Regions from separate parts of the Capsicum annuum genome. Here region 2 is linked to region 1. The links are chromatin contacts, called in public Hi-C maps. All regions are on one chromosome and are shown on one strand. Each heading gives the region's core, a stretch centred on a gene start, on an enhancer-like site or on the middle of the called end of the contact. The rest is flanking DNA. Distances are from core to core; before and after follow the strand shown. Region 1 has its middle 11 kb from the start of LOC107859313. Region 2 has its middle 7.5 kb from the start of LOC107861194.

What was found. A called contact is a pair of places that touch in the nucleus more often than the background predicts.
Region 2: a contact with region 1 is called in a Hi-C map of placenta, with 3 times the contacts expected there. The contact joins two enhancer-like sites. A contact is called at or near these places in 2 of 5 Hi-C or Micro-C datasets (leaf and placenta).

Annotation. Positions count from the first base shown.
Region 1 is chr2:126,645,602-126,649,510 of UCD10Xv1.1, forward strand. No RefSeq gene overlaps it. Among protein-coding and RNA genes, the nearest start is that of LOC107859313, 11 kb to the left of the region's middle. Within about 2 kb of position 1,725, at least 3 of the 5 cell types and tissues checked have an H3K27ac peak or open chromatin away from gene starts, as enhancers often do.
Region 2 is chr2:126,693,168-126,697,198 of UCD10Xv1.1, forward strand. No RefSeq gene overlaps it. Among protein-coding and RNA genes, the nearest start is that of LOC107861194, 7.5 kb to the left of the region's middle. Within about 2 kb of position 2,339, at least 1 of the 5 cell types and tissues checked has an H3K27ac peak or open chromatin away from gene starts, as enhancers often do.

The DNA.
Region 1 (3,909 bases), core at 475-2,974:
ATTGTTAGGTCAAAAGAGTGGAGGCAACTAATAGATTAGGTAGACATAATTTTCAGTGTCTGGTATTTTAAGTCAACTGGAGGCACAAGGACTTTGTCCATCGCATCATGGAGATAGTTTTTTTTTCTGTAGACTGAGGTGAATTTAATGCGAGTTCTCTAGATTCAATTGAACTCGATTTTTTTTCTCGAATTATGTATATATGTATACACGAAGAGAATTTAAAATGTGAAGATGCTACAGTTATTCTGAACTTGGGACTTTCGATTTTGGATTCATTTAATGCCTTTAGTAACAGCAAGGATGAATTATGAATACATGTACATGTAGGAACTTCTTAGCTCTAGTCCCAGCTTTTCACGAAGACGGAGTTCAGGATTAAGACAAAGTTTTTGTGATCGACAGTTGTTTTTTTCTTCTTCATGATTTTGTTCCCTCTTGTGATATGAATATTTATTATGTTTGATCAAAACATTGATTACCATATTGTACACAACACTTCTAAGTGATTCTGAAATGTTGAGCAGAACAAAAAGAAATAAAGGCTGACTTTTGCTTCTTCCATCCTATGTTGCAAAAGGCTGCAATTTTTCCTTAATTACCTAGTAATGTATTTATTTATTTATTTGACTTGGATTATAGGTTTCTTGCAAGAGAAACATGTCAAAGGGTTTTGTCCTGATTTTCTTACCAAGTTTAAGTTTTACTTTTCTTGAAAAATAAATAAAAGTAATACCATAATTACTTTAACATATATAAAACTTTTTCATATTTGACAAACTTCTTTTTTGGTGAAAAGCTTTTGGAACTTTATAAATAGAACACCCCCGTTTCATATCATAACACAGTAACATTCACAATGTAGTCATTTACGAGTCTCCCAATAATTTTATGTTTTCTTTAATATTAGTTTTTATGTGTAGGTCAATTGGCCAAATATATCAATAATATGTCTTTTTAATATATTTTTATCTGTCATCTGAATAATCACCGCCTTGGTTTGCAAACTCTAAGCTTTCGCATGATGCCTCTCGATTTCGAATCCAACAAAACATGACTATCAAGAATATGGATATATCTGCTTAGTGCAAGAGACACATGGCTATAAAGAATTTGAAAATATCTGCGTTCTTATATTTTATTGAAGTTTAGCTTTGAGGGAATGCATAAATCAGTGAATATCCTGAATTCTAGAGCATACTGTAGTGAAAGATTCTTACTGCAATCTTATTTCATATCCGTTCCCCTGCTCTGCTGAATCTATGATAATTGAAGATGGCTATTCTCTGCTGATATAGTAATTTTAAGTTTCGGCATGTCATTCTTTAACCAGAGTACTTTATCAAAGTTAGATTTTTTTAATTCTCTGGACAGGAAATGATAGAGAAACTATTCTCTTAAGATTTGACAAGAAGATTATCCAAATACCTAATTTGGATAATGTTGTGCGATGATCTTGAACTTTTTTTAATTTAATCCCTGACTTTACTGTTGATGTTGAGGTGCTGTTCTCATCTTTAGTTCCTATTGGCTTTTGCATTAGAAAAAACTGTTCTTTTTTCTGCTCGACTCACTGTATGAGTTTCATGTTTATCAGAAATGACTAATCCATTTGGTATCTATTTGCTGATGAATTGGCTGTTGACGTATAATGAGCCGTTCAGCGAATGAGCTTCCGTCCCCATCAGCATCTAGTCAAAATAGCTGAATTCCCTGCTGTATATTCACTATTTTTATCAAAGTCATCCTCCATAATCTGTCCATGTCATTTCCTAGATGTGGTCCTCACCAAATCCTTATGCATGGGCCAAAAAAAGCAAACTTATAGTACCTTTTAACATATGCTGACACAAAGAGGGTTGACTTTATCTTCTGGGGATTAACTTAAATTCATAAATGGACACTGCAGACCTCATGCCTAAAATTTACTGGATAGTGAAATTTGTTTAGATTCAAACTGCAAAAGAGGATGTTAAAAGTATACTTTTCAAGTAAAGACAAAAAAGTTTGTGCTTCTTGAATCAGTTTCCTCTAACTAAAGGTTTGCAAGTGTATAAAAAATTGTCGAACATTACGAGCAGTCACAGCAAGAAATGTATATAAATGGAACTCTCAAGCTGTTGTGAAACACTTGAGTCTTACAGCTGTTGGCTAGTAACTGCAACTTCTTGAATGATAAATACAATGTCTATGTTTAAGTCTTTAGCTTGCATCATTTTGCTCTTGCTTTCATCTGCATTACTCGAGGCTCGCCCCTTGAGGCCTATTAGGATTGCCAGGGAAGCATTGGAGGAAGAATTCGAAAGAGAGAAGCAGAAATATGGCGCCCGCGATTGGCCTCAGCGTGTCAGTCCAGGAGGACCTGACCCTCATCACCATTTTAAACACTTCTGATCAGAAAAGTTAAATTGTCTTGCCAGTTGCCTGGACTAAGGAGTAAAATTACTAGGGAAGTGGAAAACAAGAATCCTGATCCTGTATCTAGTGTCTTTATTGCTTGGATCCTTGTAAAATGCTAGTGTGTGTCGGATTCTTCAAAAGTAGATATATTTTTGGCGGATCCGACAAGGGTGTGACGGCATTTTTGAAGGATCCGAGACATTTCTAGTGAAAGATACGTATAGGACCCCAACTGATCAACTCGAACCTTTGTCTAAAGGCAAATTAAGGAAAAAGTACATTAGCACACTACAGCCCCTTTTGTAATAAATTTATCAGATGTTTTAGTACTGGTTGCTTCACTTGTTATGTGGATTGTTATTTTGTTCTCTTTTCTCTTGTATTTTGCTTTTTGAGTTGAGGTCTACCAGAAACAACCTCTCTACTCCGCAGAGATAGTGATATGGTTTGTGTACATCTTACCCTCTCCCGCCACATGTGGGATTACACTGGGCATGTTGTTGTTGTATGATTAATATTTCATCAGAGTAATTTCATGCATTGCCATATTCGTTTCAAGCGTCAAACTCCCAGTGTAATCTCTTTATGTCTCTGAATTAATTCTGTTGTGACTTGTACGGTTGGCTTTCTTTTGATCAGTTTTATCTTCATCAGAATATTCCGAACTATTGTCTAGTAAAGTAATTAATACATTGGAGCCCTAATTTAACTAATTATTTTATCCTACATTAATTCGCCTAGCTAAGTTTCATCTGGATCAAGTGTTGGTGTTCACGAAAAGTTTTGTCTCACAACTCTTGATCTAAGTACTAAATAGAGTAATTCAAATACACAGTCAAATATCGGATGTTTTTGTACTATATATATATATATATATATATATATATATATATATATACCGATGGGTTGTGCTAGCACGGGTCCAATATAAATTATTTTTTTTCTTTAATTTATGTGACACAAATAAAATTTAGATAATTAATCATATTTTTAATATATTTTTAAATATTTTAAGCTGTTAACCATTGTAATTTTTAGTACTTTTTTATGTAATTTTTAAATAATACATGCTACTCTCTTGTCCAATCGTTTGTGGCATTGATAGTCAATTATATTTTAAAAATAATGTAAGGTTTAAATTATTGTGATTTATAATAATTTCTCGTCCATTCTACTAATTAGAAGTGACATAGTAAAATTATCATTTTATATCTATTTTTTATTAAGTATTATTATTTTTGTAAATACTTAGACGACTTATAAATAATTAATTATGGGTGATATAATAAAATCACGATTGAAGTAGTTAAAGCAAACATGCCAAAAATATTTATTTTACTTATTTGTATTAAATATTATTAATTTTCTAATATGTAGATGACTTATAATAATTAATTAGCGGCAATACAGTAAAATGACAATTGAAGCAAATGATGAAGCAAATGAAAAAGACATGTCGATCTGCTGTTCGCTTCAGCTGATGAACTTCCTTTATCAAAATTGCTTTAA
Region 2 (4,031 bases), core at 1,089-3,588, 48 kb after region 1:
ACAAAAATGGCAGTAATATCTTTGTTTATCTCAACTTCCATAATGGTGACATATTTATGTGGCATATTTTGTTTTTAGAGATTCAAATATGTCTATGTTTGATCGTAATTTGTTCATATATGTTTCAAATTTTTTGAATAGTCAATTATTGTGACTTATAATATTTTTTTACGTAGTTCTCAAATATATATAGTATTTTATTTTTTAAAAAAATAAATATTTCATGCCCAAATTCATGTCAAACTTACATTATTTAAATCTCAAAATACAAAATATGTCACATAAATTGAAACAGATGGGAGTAAAATATATTCACAAAGTCCTGTCAGAGTTTTAAAATTGTTTTGTTTGTCTTTTCGGTAGACTTGAACTCAGTTATTTTCAAGAAATAAATAAGAAACCTGAGAAAAAGAGAATGAATTTCAGAAAGGGAAATAAACGCATATCTAAATTTAAAGGAGATAAATTTTTGAAACAAATTGAATCGGTCTTTTAGTTACATTTTAGATAAAAGTGACTGAATTTCAATTTTCTATGGGTTAAGTTTAGGCAAATGATCGAAATCCGGTCATTGATTTAAACTTTACTCATTATGTTTTGGAAAAAAATATAAACATACATCTTAATTCTTATCTTATCATATTTACACAAATTCTCTTTCTTACAAAGTAATTATAAGTATCTCAACTAATTACGTATCCTCATTGGATGTACCGGGAGCTAATTGTGTATCTTGATAGATCCAAAATCGAAAAAAAATAAATCGGTAGCTAATTATGTATCTTTACAAGAAAAAATATATCTTTATTGGATGTATTACGTATCTCGACAGACCCAAAATAAAAAAAATGTATTTTCATTGGATGTATCGAGAGTTAATTACGTATCTCGACAGACCCAACATATAAATTTTCAATAGTTATGCAAAATATCGAAATTTTCTGTAATTAAGCTCCAAAAGGGGACAATATCGAAATTTGCCATTATTTTTTTGAATCAATTACTAGATTTATTTTTTTCGAAAGGGGACCATATAGATATTGATTGTCACGACTTACAGAAACTCGCACTTTATGTAGCGTTCTATATTTATTGTGCCATGTAAAATACACGTGTCTATTTATTTAATTTTATACAAATTTAAATATTTATTTGTGCACATATAAAGTTAGAAGATATAGATGAGACTAAAATCAAGTTAACGAGCATGTATATGTATTATGGCAATGAAATATCCTGATGAATTTAAAGGGACATGTATTAAGCCTTTAAAATATATTACTGTTTCAAAGATATGAAAAATAGTAAGGTCTTTACAGCACCCAAATATAGGTCACGTGCAAATGCGTCCAATATTGATAAAAAACAATGTTGCATTTTAATTATTTCATTAGTAACCTACTTCAATTAGGAGACACATTTTATAACGTTATAAAGAGTTATTACTACATCTATAAGCTTAAGGTCGGATGAATTTGTATTATTAAATGTGGCATTTATTCAAGATGTTAAAGATGAGAATTAAATAGAACATCCAGCTATGACAACAGAAATGATGGAGTATAAAAAGAAAGTAAAAGAAAACTCTTTGATATATCAAATCAAAGAAGAAGAAAGTAACAAAAACTAGTATAATAATGGGAGGTACCAGTACAAATTGCATTGCATGCATTTTCCTAATAGAAATATGTTTGGGTGACGACGATGATCTTGGAAAAACTCTTCGATCTGCAAATGAAGCAGCTCATAAGCCTGTAAATGTTGAAGATTATGTAGAGTGTGACATCATGATGCATGTAGTTGCCCGGGATATTGAATTGGCAATTAAAAAATATCATGAAGGTCAAATTAAACAAGTTATTAATCAGATTGATCATGAGCCCAGTTTAATTAGTTAGCTCGATCAAGAAAACTGTCTTATACATTGTCTTTGTAGCAGAGATGACAAAAGATTAAATAATTCATGAATGGAATAACAAAACCCAAGCATTTATATATATATATATATATTATGGTTAAATAAAAGTAAATGATCAATTAATTAACTTGCCTACATATGGAGTGCGTACAGACAGACATATATATGTTGGCTCAAGCTATTGATCATGCGGATTACTCATAATCAATTTGTTCCCTTCATTATTAATTAGTGTTTATGAGAAAATTATGTCCTAAGAGATCGAGAAAAATGAAGAATAGAATAATGCTCCTCTTATTTCTAGTTAACTAAATTCTCGTATCTACTCCATCAAGTTTCAGCCAGTCACTTAAACTCGAAAAGAAATTTCTCTTATAACTCAAAACAAAATAGAAATTCGGAATCCAATTAGCAAGATATTGGGCCTGTGCTAGGGCCTTCAGGGTTAATATAGCATGGACCGACCCACGACTAGCCCACTAAAAAACGTTTGAACTCCGTTATTTGATAATTATAAATATCAACAATTTTGCAAGTAATTACACTCTCTCCCGCTTTTTTAGTTACTTTACTATCTCTCCCTATTAATATACTCCCGCCATTTCGAATTAGATGGTCCTTTGAACTTTGGCACATCCATTGAGATATCCAATGACTAGGAATATATTTTACCTTTTTACCCTTCTTAACATTGTAAGACTCAACAATTAATTAAGTATGTAAATTGTAGCATATGCATGCATGGATTGAAAATCTTATAGGAATACTAGTAGTACTCCTTGAAAAGAAGAAAAAAGTCAAGTTTCATAAAGTTTGTATTAAAAATGTAAGTGTTATTTTAAAAATTTTTGAAAAGTGTAGTTATATTTAATACTTATTAAGGGTAGAATGGGAAGAATTTGTATAAAATAGTCTTGATCTGATAAGTTGGACAAGTAAATTGAAACAAATTTTTTTAGACAGAGGGCCAACTAATTCGAAACGGAAGGAGTACATAACATAGCCGACATATACATAACATTCTGTCTATATGTTGGGATTTTTGTAATATGTTTAGAGAGTTGGAATTTTTTGTAATATTGAAAACATAAGTTGTGCATGTGTAATTTTTAGTTTTTTTTTTTTTTGATCGATTAGTAGCATTTTATTTTTTGAAAAGGGAACCATATGGATAAAGAATTTGTTGATTGTCACGACTCATAGTAACTCTCCTCAATTTAAAAAAGAATAATTTTTTTTGTAATACTTTAATTTAAACTTTCCACATGACATGTTTAGGACCACAAGATTAAAGGATATTTTGATACATTTGACACAACGTTAATTTAAAATCACAAGATTCAAAAATCTTTTTTATTTTCTTAAATTTTACATCAAGTCAGAATAAGTCATTCTTTTTTTAAACGGATGGAGTATATATATTATATTATGTCATGTAAGATATATGTGTCTACTTAATCAATTTTATACAAATTTAAGTGTTTCTTCGTGTACATCTAAAATTGGAGGACATAAATAAAAAGTGAGACCAAATTAAAAAGCATGTATATGTATTATGCTAATATAATATCCTCATGAATTTTAAAGGTTATGTATTAAGCCTTTAAAATATTTTACTGTTTCAATATATGAAAAATCGTAAGGTCTTTACGGCAACAATATATAGGTCACGAGCAAATGTGTCCAATATTGGTGAAAAACAATGAAAACAATGTTGCATTTAATTATTTTCATTAACAACCAAAACTAAACTTTCCCTCCTACTTCAATTAGGAGACACATTCTATAACGTATAAAGTTATTACTATATCTATAAGTTAAGGTTAGATGAGCTTGTATTATTAAATGTCGCATTTATTCAAGATGAAAATTAAATAGAACATAAATCCTAATCAATGCATGCATGCAGATTAATTATGACTACAGAAATGATGGAGTATAAAAGAAAGTAAAAGAAAACTGTTTGATATATCAAATCTAAGAAGAAGAAAGTAACAAAAATATGATAATGGCACGAACCACAAATTCCACTACATGCATTATTTTCCTAATAGTATTAGTATTTGTTCCTGAAATATGTTGTTGGATCTGCGAATGACATAACTCATAAGGA